2 separate regions of the Sus scrofa genome follow, and region 2 is linked to region 1. The links are chromatin contacts, called in public HiChIP or PLAC-seq maps. All regions are on one chromosome and are shown on one strand. The core of a region is the stretch at or near the end of the contact, and the rest is flanking DNA. Distances in the headings are between cores, read along the strand shown.

Region 1 (6,171 bases), core at 2,647-5,146:
CTGTGTCAGATCCATAACCCACTGAGTGAGGCCAGGGATCGAACCCGAAACCTCATGGTTCCTAGTCAGATTCGTTAACCACTGAGCCACGACGGGAACTCCTACAATCTCAATCTTAATAAAATAGTTCTCTCCTAATTACTAGGGGTGTGGGATTGGCATATGCACGCTGAAGTATATGGAATCACTGGCCAACGGAGACCTGCTACAGAGCACAGGGAACTCTACTCAATATTCTGTGACAGACTATATAGGAGAAGAATCTGAAAGAGAATGGCTGTGTGTACATGTATAATGGAATCATTTTGTTGTATAGCAGAAATGAACACAGCTTTGTAAATCTATTTCAATAAAACTTTAAAAAATGAAAAAAATGGATTTTTGGATTTTATGGATTCAAAGCTTCCATTTTCTTACTAGTTTGACTCTTTTAAAAACGTATTGGAGTATTATGGACTCTGAAATATGAAGAACTCTAGTTAGGCACATTGTTATTATAACTGGCCAGTCTTCTTCTGTAGAAAACCAAGGGGCTATTTTAGCATAGCTCAAGAAAGATCCAGAAGTAACTGAACAATAACTGATTGAGTGATTGATATTGCTGTTTTTAAAAAGGATTTGAATGGTTCACGGTTAGAAATCATGAGGCAAAGTATGACACTAAGAGTTATGGAGAAGGATAAGGTATTCCGTAACAAAAGATGTCAGCTTTTTTGTTCACTGTAATTGATCATTCAGTTTAGCTCTTTGAGGGCTTCTGGTTTAAAGTGCCTTCCGGCTCATAGGCCCAGACACAGCATTTCCTATCACTTACTGTGCATGGACAAAATGCCAGACTCAGCTAATAACTCACTTGGATTGCCTTATCCAATTAGCAACATAACCTCTCAGACATATACTATTACCCTGGTTGTGCAGATTAAGACACTGGACTTCTGAACGATTGCACACTATGCCGAGGTTCAAAGGGCCAGTCATCAGGAAATTGGGATGCAAATTATCCCTTCGATTCCAAATCCCCGAGTAATGCATAAGGAAACAGAAAGTGATGAGTATTTCGATCATACTGAAAACAGGAAGGGGCAACACACTGCCAGCATCAAAAGGGATTATTAGCAACTGCAAGGCTAACGGTGTATGTGCCAAACCACGATCGATGGCCTTTATCCCTTCCCAACATCTGCCCTGGGCTTAGAATCACAGCGACTAAAAATTGTGAGGCATCCATTTATCATGTGACTCCTGCTTTTAGAACCAACCAGAGTGCTGTTTCCATGATCCTCCTCTACGCCTGTTTGTATAACTTCCTGCAAACAACAGGGTAGGAGGTAGGTATATGAGATTCAGGGCAAGCTCTAAAACTTGCTAAAAGCAGGAATAGAAGCTGGCATACATCTCACGAGAGTGCACCCAGGATGGTCTTTTCCTCGTCTCCATCTAGAGGACTGGAGGACAGGATGCTCAGGCTAGAGGACAGGTATTAGTCCAGAAGCTAGATGCTTGCATCAGCCCTTGTACAACCTGTGGATCATAGGATGCATCCCTCCCTTCTCTCTCCCTTCCTCCTTTCCCTTTCTCCTTCCTTCTTTCTGTCTTTCCTTCTTCCCTCCCTTCTTTCAGACACATTCTCAACCAAATAGAGGGCAAGCCACATCCCCTTGTTGGGAGCAGTATGAAAGGGAAACAAAACAAACACTGAACCTACAAAAAGTTGTGCCAGGGAGTTCCTGTCGTGGCGCAGAGGTTAACGAATCTGACTAGGAACCATGAGGTTGCAGGTTCGGTCCCTGCCCTTGCTCAGTGGGTTAACGATCCGGCATTGCTGTGAGCTGTGGTGTAGGTGGCAGACGCGGCTGGGATCCCACACTGCTGTGGCTCTGGTGTAGGCCAGGGGCTACAGCTCCGATTCGACCCCTAGCCTGGGAACCTCCATATGCCGCGGAAGTGGCCCAAAGAAATAGCAAAAAGACAAAAAAAAAAAAAAAAAGTTGTGTCAGGAGTTCCTTGGTGGCTCAGTGGGTTAAGCGTCTGGCGTTGTCACTGCTGTGGCTTAGGTCACTGCTGTGGCATGGATGTGATCTCTGGCCTGGGAACTTCCATGTGCTCTGGGTCCAAAAATATATTTCAAAGGAAGGGAATGTGGGCATTGCATTAAAGATTCGGAAATGAAGTGATTCTCTGATGGAGCTTTAACTTCCCCAGGAGAATGGACCTGTAATATGACATCTGTAGTCTCCCCTATTTCAATAGTCAAGTCCCCACCTTGGTCACCTCCTGTGAACCTCTCAAGCTGACAGCCCCTGGCCATGCACACAGAGATCCTCAGCAAGTTTTTAGTACTACATTCTTTTTTTGAAGGGCCACACCCGCAGCATATGGAAGTTCCCAGGCTAGGGGTCTAATCGGAGCTACAGCCACCGGCCTACACCACAGCCACGGCAATGCCAGATCCAAGCCACGTCTGTGACCTACACCACAGCTCACGGCAATGCCAGACCCCTGACCCACTGAGCGAGGCCAGGGATTGAACCCGCATCCTCTGGATACTAGTCGGATTCATTTCCACTGGGCCACACCGGGAAGTCCCAGTACTACATTCTTAAATATGAATGAACAGCCAAGGGTGATCACACATTTAGGGAACCATCCAATGTAAAAGGCAGAGACAAATGGAAGTAAATAGGAAAGAGGAACCTAAAGGAAATGGACCCCCAAAGAGCCACTACAAAAAGCTTCGAAATTATGACGAAAATATTCACATATGTAGGTGAAGATATTGAATATATATGATATCGTCTGATAGTCAAAAAATGATGGTGAAATGATAATTACAGGTATGCACGTCCTCAAAAGCATAATCACCCATGCCCACGTCCTTAGGGAGCCACAAGAGCCTGTGCCTCACCGAAAAGAGGAAATTAACCAAGAAGGGGAAATGCACATATCATAAAGCCCAGCCCAGGAGTGGCAGGAAGGGACTTGCAGATTTGATGAGTCTGGGAGCTCTGGACATGGCAGCGGGAATCAGGCTGGCAGCTGATGGGCAAAGGCTCTAGGAAAGCATTGCTAAGGAAAACGAATGGAACCAATAGAGGCGTTTTATTATATAAGGCGGGGGATGTACACCCGGAGTGGAAAGAGTGTGGAAGAATTAGTGACAGATACACAGAAAACCAAAAAAAAAAAAAAAAAAACAACAAAAGTGTAAAAAGGATACAATTATGATTATTTCTCCAAAAAACAAAAGCAAATGCTACAACAGTACACGACCTGGCTTAAGTGGGAGTAGTCCCTATAACCAAAGTAATGCAAACAAAGAATGACAGTTTAAACAGCATCTCTGAGAGTATTTGGGGAGGAAGTTGGGGGTGGCGGTGGGAAGTGAACTGAACACGACCCTGTGTGCATTTGCAGTAATGGTACGGAGGTGTCTGAAGACAGCTAAATCTTTATCTTGCAAAGTTGAAAAAGAAAATCATGGACTTGGAAAATAGACTTGTGGCTGCCTGATGGGAGGGGGCGGAGTGGGAGGGATCGGGAGCTTGGGCTTATCAGACATAACTTAGAATAGATTTACAAGGAGATCCTGCTGAATAGCAATGAGAACTTTGTCTAGATACTCACGTTGCAACAGAACAAAGGGTGGGGGAAAAAAAAGTAATGTATACATGTAAGGATAACTTGATCCCCTTGCTGTACAGTGGGAAAATAAAATAAAATAAAAAAATAAATAGATAATGCTTAAGAGAGAAAAAACAGAGAAAGTGTAGAAGAGGGATATTATTTTGAAATAACAACATAAATACCAAAAGAAGTAGCTGAAAGAGTTCAAAGTGGGTGCCTTTGGCATCTATGATTCAGAGATGGGGAAATGAGAAGTAAGACATGATTCAGAATTTGTGGTTGATGCCGTAAATTTATTTTTTAGTTGAGTTCTGAAACTATGACTTTTCATATTATCCTTCCTGTAGAGCATGAGAATATTCTGCTGCTAAGATTCCAAAGGACTGGAGTTCCCATCATGGCTCAGCGGTTAAAGAAACTGACTAGCATCCATTGAGTATGTGGGTTTGATTCCTGGCCTCTCTCAGTGGGTTAGGGATCCAGTGTTGCCAAGAGCTATGGTGTAGGCCACAGACATGGCTTGGATCCCGTCTTGCTGTGGCTGTGGCTGTGGTATAGGCCGGTGGCGGCTATAGCTCTGATTCAACCCCTAGCCTGGGAACCTCCATGTGCTATGGGTGTGGCCCTAAAAAAAAAGACAAAAAAAAAAAAAAAAAAAAAAGATTGTGAAGGATTATATTTCAGTAGGACCTCAAAGGAAAAAAAAAAAAACCAAAAACTGTTAGCATAGGCATCAAAATTTAGTAATGGCTGTGTAATTCCAAGTATTTTTATATTTTTTTATTTTCTGAACTCTCCAAATAGCATTCAATAGCATCCATTATATTTATAATGAGAGAAATTGATGAAAATTAGTATACAAGTGAATTTCTGTCACTTACAACTACATAATAGTATTCACTGCCCAAGCAAAGATAAGAAAATGCTTTAAAATATGATATAGTATGAATGGTGAATTTTTTTCCCTACTTCATTCTTGTCTCTGTATTATTCATTTAACAATAGGAAAAAAAAGTCCCTTTAAAATCAGCAAGCTTAGTCCCAAATGTTCTGGCTTCTGGATAAAAGACAACATACTGGGTTCCATGATTTCCAATATCTGATAAAAGACAACATTTCAATCCTTCAGATGTTAGAACGAAGGAGTAAAATTTGAAGATTTTTGAGGCTTGAATACGATCATTTTAGGGCAATACAAAGAGAGAGTAATACAGAGATGTTCCATATTTTTTGAATTTCACTCCCCAGCAGGAGACAAGGCAACTGAAAAGAAAAGGAGCTTGTTCTTGAAAAGGATAATGATATTCCTTCTACTAATGATTCCTTCAACAACTGCTGTGTCTATTACGTGCCAGGCACTGGGGATGCAGCAGGGAACAAAACTAAGCACACGTCTCAATGGTGCCCTCCATCCTAGTCGGGGGAGCAGCCGATACACAGACAAACATATATGTGGACTGTCAGCTGGGTGTGCAGTGAAACCAAGAATGCAGGGAGAGGGCCAGACCAGGTGGGGTGGGGTCTATTTCATGCAGGGGCTCAGGGAAGGCCTCATGATCATTGGAGCAGAGCCCAGAGTGAACTGAGGCAGGCACTGGGGAGGAGCATTCCAGACAGATCCCACAGTGCATGGGAAGTTGGCTGTGGGAGCATCTCAGTACAGTCCAGGAACAGAAAGGAGGCCAGGGTAGCTGGACCCCAGTGAGCAAGCAGGGGGCGGGGGAATTGAGATGAGACGTGGGGGTAGCAGAAGGAAGGGGCGGCAGATGATACAAGGCCAGGCAGGCCTTTGTGAAGACTTGGGACTTCCATCCGAGCCAGATGAGAGCCCATCAGAGGATTTTCAAGGAGGGCAACATGGCGTGACATAGGTTTAAACTCATCGCACTGGCTGCTGTGCTGAGATGCAGAGAGACAAGAGTGGAAGTAGGAAGACCCGTTGAGAGTTATTGTAATAAATCTGAGTGGTGATGGTGCTGGATGCGGAGGTAACGAGAAGGAGTGGTGAGACAGGCTGGGACCTGGGACCCTTTGCTGCAGGGCTTGGACCTGGACAAATATCTCCTCGTGCAACAAAATACAAAGAAACCATAAGGGACTCAAAACAACTGTGTACATGGGCAGCTGAGATGAATTATGGACAAGAATATACCAAAAAAAATTTCTTTTGTGGCCTCTTATCAATTTATCTTGATTCAGGAAGGCCAAGAACCCTGGTCAGTAACAGTCAGATTCTGGTTCTTTCTTAAAGATCCAGCCACTGAGACTTGCTGGTGGATATAGTACAAGGTGTGAGGGAAAGGACCCCAGAACAGACATCAAGGCTTTGGACCTGAGCCACCAGAAGTTTGGGACAGTTATTTACTGAGATGACACAGACTTGGAAAAAGAGCAAGCTGGGAGGAGAAATATACCAATATTCATCTACGATTAATCCAGTACACGTGCACACGCATCTGGCATCCCAGTTAACAAGCGTGGGGTTCATTTGCTTTACTTGCTGGGGGAAGCTAGGAATGCTGAAGGCATAATCTCAAAGGCTGAGCT
Region 2 (6,541 bases), core at 1,485-3,984, 170 kb after region 1:
CTTGCCAAATCCCAATAGAGATAATGCAAAGGAAAACTACAGGTAGTTCTCACCTATTAATGTGCATACAAAACTCCTAAATACAGTTCTAGAAAAATGAATTCACTCTAGGCATACACACACACACACACACACACACACATATGTGTACATATGTTCTAGAAAAATGAATTCACTCTAGGCATATATATATGTATATATATACATATATATACAAATGAGAAGAGTAATACAAGGATTGCTTGAAATTACAAGTTATAAACTGAGCTCACCAAAAGACCCATTAAGTTCAAGTTCCCATCATGGTTCAGTGGAAATGAATCTGACTAGCATCCATGAGGACGCAGGTTCTATCCCTGGCCTCACTCAGTGGGTAAAGGATGCAGTGTTGCCATGAGCTGTGGTGTGTGTTACAGATGTGGCTCAGACCTGGCATTGCTGTGGCTGTGGTGTAGGCCAGCAGCTGCAGCTCTGATCCGACCCCCATATGCCTGGGAACCTCCATATGCCACAGGTGCACCCCTAAAAAGACAAAAGACAAAAAAAAAAAAAGATCGAAAAAGCTAAATCATATGTCTCTCTAGATGTCAAAAAGTTTGTTAGCATCCTGTTTATTAGGAAGAAAACTTTTAGAAAGGAGCAAAAGAAAATTTCCTTCATATAATAATGGCCATCTAGTTTAAATCAATAGTCAATATCTGTGTTATAGAGTTATGGTCACGAGCATAGTCTAGAGTCACGTAGACTGGATTCAATGCCCACCTCTGTCATTTACAAACCCCTACACTTAATAACTTCGAACAAGTTACTAAATCTAAGCCGAGCTCAAGGAGTTATCGAAGCACAAAGGTGTGAATTTTGCCTAGTCCTAGAAAATGTAGACTAAAGAAAAGCTATTGTTATTCCTGCCCTTTTCAAAGGTAAAAACACTACAAGTATTTCACCCAAGTCAGGAATTACTCCGTGGATATACCTACTACCCATATTATGTAGAATTATGTTGGAAGAGCAAGCCATCCGAATGTAAATCCATTGCTGCCGGGACCTGTGCTGGTGATACTACTGTGAAAGACAGTTGCTGCTCACAGGAACTCTAGCAAGCACAATCTTTTTAAAGCATGAGTGTCATGTTTAGGAAAGTGCAGGTTCCTGGATTACTACGTAACAGAATGGGGCTCAATAGGCACCAAATTAGGCATTTTGGAAATTTGTGAAGGCATTTTTTGGTTTTGTTTTAATTTTTTTTTTTTTTTTTGGCTTTTTAGGGCTGCACCCACAGCACATGGAAGTTCCCAGGCTAGGGGTCCAATGGAAGCTACAGCTGCCAGCCTACAGCACAGCCACCGCAACACCGGATCCTTAACTCACTGAGCAAGGACATGGATCGAACCCTCGTCCTCATGGATACTAGTCGGGTTCATTAACCACTGAGCCACAACAGGAACTCCTGTTTTAATTATTAACATGATGGCAGTGGGACCCTATTGCAATTTGTAGCTGGAGACCAAAGATACCTGGAAATATAAGACACAGTCACACACAGCAAGGATTAGCCTAGGACCTGTGTCACATTCATTGCAGTGAAAGATGTATGTGTAAAATCTAGCTGTATTTTTTATTTTTGTCTTTTTAGGTCTGAATCCATGGCACATGGAAGTTTCTAAGCTAGGGGTCGAATTGGAGCTATAGCTCTATTTTACGTACTAAATGCGAAATATTTTTGCCCAATTGTAATACACAGTGAATTTTCCAGGATTACAAGTAGAGTGTAAATCAAAAGAAGTTCTTTTTTTTTTTTTTTTTTTCCTCCTCCTGGAAATCTGCCAAGAGTTGGTCACCATTTCAGGAAATTCATCACCAATCTACAGAGCCATGTCAGAGCCATGGCCTGCATTTTTACTGCAGGATTCAAACAGTACAGGGAGCAAACGATTTATGACTAGTGCAGCTTGCCTAGGCTTTTAACATACTGACATTTTTTTTTTTTTTTACTTTGCTCTACTTCTCCTAAATCTTACACGTACAACTTTATTTTTACTTATGTAAAGTACATGCATAATGTGAGCTTATATCCTCTATACATTTCATTTCAGAATAAAGTTGATACAAGAAGGTCTTATAGTGGAGAGAACCACTGATTTAACCAAAAAGTTGGAACTCCTACAGAATATTTCTCAGCAGAAATCATTTTTAAGCTGAAACTTGAAAGAGTATCCAGATCTAATGAACAGGCAGTAAAGGGAGCGGCTTAAAAGTCTGATTCTCAAAGTTGGTAACACAGTAACACGTTACTCTGATCCATAACTGGTATAAATTTCTGGAAAATAATTGGACAATATGGATCAGGAATCTTGGAAATGTTCATAGTTTTGCAATGTTAGCAACTTCCCTGCTAACATTCTATCCTGAGGAAACCGTTCGAAATACAAGCAAAGACACACAAAGATCTACAGCAAAGTACGTTCTTTTTTTATTTGTTTTTTTGGCAGTGATGCCGGCATGCAAACATTTCCGGGCCAGGGATCAAACCCATGCCATAGCAGTGACAGTGCTAGATCCTCAACCTGCTGAGCCACCAGGCAACTCCAAAATACAATGTATAATAACAAGAACTGAAATCTTCCACATGTCTAAGAATAGGAGGGTGATTAAATAAATCATGATACCGCCATATGGTAGAGTCTTACACAGACACTGGAAATCACATGCCTCTCCACTGATTCATCTCGAACCAGTTCCTTTCTAGGAGTTACCGTGCAAATTTCACATCCTGCCATAAAGTTATGCTAACCAGCTCTCTAACCAAACAGCAAATCTCTGAGAAAAGAGGAAATTTCTGTATCACCTTCAGGAGCGGACACAGAACTATGCAAAGAGCTGTGTGACAGAGGCTTGCTGATTCATTAATTTTAAGGTGCAGTGTGATGGCTCAATTTGTGTCCGCGCCGCAGACATACAGCAGTGCTTGGAAACCAGAAAGCATGAAACACAGAGTAAGCTATCTTCCTGCTCTCGAATCCTCCAGGGTGCCATTCACTCTGCTAAGACTGTAGTATCTCTTTTCTAGTTTGCCCATTAGAAGATGACAAGAAGGAAGAAAAACAGCCAAAGAGCTGCAGAGCAAGCTAAAGTGAGCTGCTCCCCTGGGCCTCCCTAATGAAATTCAAGGACCTGAGCAAGGAGAAAGGCAGCTGCAGTGCAAATGTTTTAAGAACTTAAAGGGCTCAAGGGCCTTAACCCTAGAAGGTACAATGGATTTTGGCTCTGTTTCTCTCTCTCTCTGTGGAAATGAAACCTTATTAATTCTGAAAGCCTGTATTCTCCCTGGACCCCAGATAAGGCAAGACTGTAACCACAACCTCCAAACACTCTAAAGTGACCCCCAAGACTCCTGCAGCATATCGTGCATTCAATATCACAGGCCTGGTGAGGCTGCCTCCTCCCCCACAATAACAGACCCCTCTCTTTCCTTTGTGCCTGGGCACTGGGATAGACTGGGCTGTTTTTCCTAATTATTTACATCCCTCCTGAAAGAGGGCTGAACATCGGCTCTCATCGTCTTGTGACCCGTGATGCTACCACATGGAGAATTAATATTTATCCCTCCCACTGACTCTGGGCTTGGCCATCAGGCTTGCTTTACCCAAAAGAAGGTGGGCAGAAGTGATGAACTGGCTTCTAAGAAGAAGCTTTGGGAGTCACTGCATGATGACCAAGGGCTCTCACAAGACCAAGGGCTGGGGTCCCAGGGCAGCTGGGACAGGGACCAGATCAGCAGAGCTGCTCAGTGATCCCAAGCCAGCATGTTAACAGAGTGAATAAATACACCTTGTTGTAAGCCTCAGAAATGTTTTGTTATTGCTTTGGATTTGCTTTACTGTTACTGGCTGTTTGTTATTGCAATGTAACCTAGAGAAAGATGACTTGTATTTGAGGCTTGGTGGTACTAACATATTGTTTTTTCTTAAGAAGTCAGGTGAAGCCAGGCTGTGGCCACTGGTAGAGGCATCTTCATGCCAGATACACAAGATTCACTCCTTTTTTTTTTTTTTTTTTTTTTTTTTTTTTTTTTTTTTTTTATGGCTGTACCTGCAGCACATAGAAGTTCCTAGGCTTGGAACTGAATTGCAGCTGAAGGCCTACACCACAGCCACAGCAACACCAGATCTGAGCTGCATCTTCGACCTACACCACAACTTGCAGCAATACTGGATCCTTAACCCACTGAGCAAGGAAGGGGATCAAACCTGTATCCTCAGGACACTATGTTGAGTTCTTAACCCACTGAGCCACAACTGGCACTCCCAGATCCATTCTTCACTGTGGGTCACATTTGCACAGAAAGGACAAGGACCAGTTCTAGTTCTAGTGCTGTGTGGACAGGCCCAGACTGTTCATGGATTACCTTGTCCTTCAGCAAACACTGATTGTTTCAGGCCCAGAGACTCAACTTATAACCTGTGACCCATGATTTTTAGCCCTACGGACTAGCCCAAATGGCTTCTGATTTTTACATTCAGCAGATGAATCTAGTTCCTGAAGACAAATGACCCACACAAAATATTTTTACATAAAAATTAGTTCTGACAAAGGAACATGTCCTATAGGAAAAGCTAAAATTAACTGGACTGAGGAACACAGTTTTTATGAAAGGTCAGGTGTGTCTAGAGCCCGGTCAGAAGTAAAAGCTTTAATATCTGTTATAGATCAGGTCCCACTGTCCAGTCTTTTGCTTTTAATGATTTTTGTTTTTTTCCATTATAGTCTATTTACAGTGTTCTGTCTATTTCTACTGTACAGCAAAGTGATCCAGTCATCCATCTGTCTATCTATCATCATCTATCTATCTATCTATCTATCTATCTATCTATCTATCTATCATCTATCTTCTTTTTCACACATTATCCTCCATCATGCTCCATCACAAGTGACTGGGTATAGTCCCCTGTGTTATACAGCAGGATCTCATTGCTTATCTACTCCAAATGCAATAGTTTGCATCTATTAACCCCAGATTCCCACTCCATCCCACTCCCTCTCCCTCCCCCTTGGCAACCACAGGTCTTTTCTCCAAGTTGACGAGTTTCTTTTCTCTGAAATGTTCATTTGTGCCATATATTAGATTCCAGATATAAGTGATATCATACGGTATTTGTCTTTCTCTTTCTGACTTACTTCACTTAGTATGAGAGTCTCAAGTTCTACCCGTGTTGCTGCAAAATGGCATTATTTTGTTCTTTTTTATGGTTGAGTAGTATTCCATTGTGTATATGTACCATATCTTAATCCACTCATCTGTCAATGGACATTTAGGTTGTTTCCATGTCTTGGCTATTGTGAACAGTCCAAAGCCCAGTCTTAAATGTGCTTATTTGTTTGTATCTGCTATGTATCCAAATTTGTTTTTACATAACAATTTCACAAATCTAGTTAAGTATTAAATCTCAATTCAAAGCAAACTAAATATGCTGCCACTTAGGCTGGACCCAACTAAGAGCCAAAACCAGAACCTTACCAAACAGTGGTGTTTAACATGTGGCTTCTTGAGAAGTAAGTGTCAGATTGAAATGTCCCTTATCTAGATAAGGACTTGATCCTGGAGACTAGCCCTGGGTTAATCTGGGTGCACAGAAGGGGGATGTGGCCTCCTTCCAAAAGGAATAAAGGGAGGGGGATAAGAGATAAAAGAAGCCACACGAGAACTAAAATGTATTTTCTTAGGTTATTATTCTTGGTTACTCATTATTATGTTTCATGATTTCCTAGTAAAAATTTTAAAGCTTTTTCTGCCTCTTAAAACAGTGGAGCTTCTAATATCTCTATCAATAAAGTACATTTATCCTTCATCAGATTTTTTAAAACTTGCTTTTCTAAAAGCAGGGGTACATGTCTAATTTTACCTAGAAATGTGTTCCCACAGGGCTGCAAACGCCAATACATCACCCGCTCCTATCCGCCTTTCCCCTCCCATCATCATCAAGAGAATCATCGTCACGGAGTTCCTGTTGTGGTGCAGTGGAAACAAATCTGACTAGTAACCATGAGGTTGTAGGTTCGATCCCTGGCCTTGCTCAGTGGGTTAAGGATCTGGCTTTGCTGTGGCTGTGGTGTAGGCCGGCAGCTACAGCTCTGATTTGACCCCTAGCCTGGGAACCTCTATATGCCTCGGGTGTGGCCCTAAAAAGCCAAAAAAAAAAAAAGAGAGAGAGAGAATCATCATCATGTGACCTGTTACTAAATAACTATTCACAGTGGGCCAGGCACTGTGCTAAGAACATTCTGATTATTTCTTTTCATTTAGCAAAACTGAGTTGTTTACCTCCATGTACAAAGCCCTGCAGAATCTAGTTCCCGTCTAACTCTAGTTTCTTTCTTCCTCTCCTTTTCGATGCCAGCCATACTCATCTATTCGCAATTCTGTGGGTGTGTGTGAAGCTTTTTGTCAATTCAACCTCTGAGGCTCTGCTGGCACCTCTCCCTGGAATGGTCCTTCTCTCCCTTCTCTCGGCTCTTGGCATTGCTAATCCCTTCTCATCTTCAG

What was found. HiChIP or PLAC-seq counts read pairs in DNA pulled down with a chosen protein or histone mark.
Region 2: a contact with region 1 is called in an H3K27ac HiChIP or PLAC-seq map of alveolar macrophages. The contact joins two enhancer-like sites. A contact is called at or near these places in 1 of 47 Hi-C or Micro-C datasets (embryonic fibroblasts) and 1 of 2 datasets of contacts at active chromatin or transcription factors (alveolar macrophages).

Annotation. Positions count from the first base shown.
Region 1 is chr10:43,186,230-43,192,400 of Sscrofa11.1, forward strand. The region is part of intron 49 of CUBN (cubilin); the gene reads right to left. Among named protein-coding and RNA genes, the nearest start is that of CUBN, 230 kb to the right of the region's middle. Within about 2 kb of position 3,897, at least 4 of the 83 cell types and tissues checked have an H3K27ac peak or open chromatin away from gene starts, as enhancers often do. A contact at or near this core is called in alveolar macrophages and embryonic fibroblasts, where this site is marked.
Region 2 is chr10:43,355,152-43,361,692 of Sscrofa11.1, forward strand. The region is part of intron 17 of CUBN (cubilin); the gene reads right to left. Among named protein-coding and RNA genes, the nearest start is that of CUBN, 56 kb to the right of the region's middle. Within about 2 kb of position 2,735, at least 26 of the 83 cell types and tissues checked have an H3K27ac peak or open chromatin away from gene starts, as enhancers often do. A contact at or near this core is called in alveolar macrophages and embryonic fibroblasts, where this site is marked.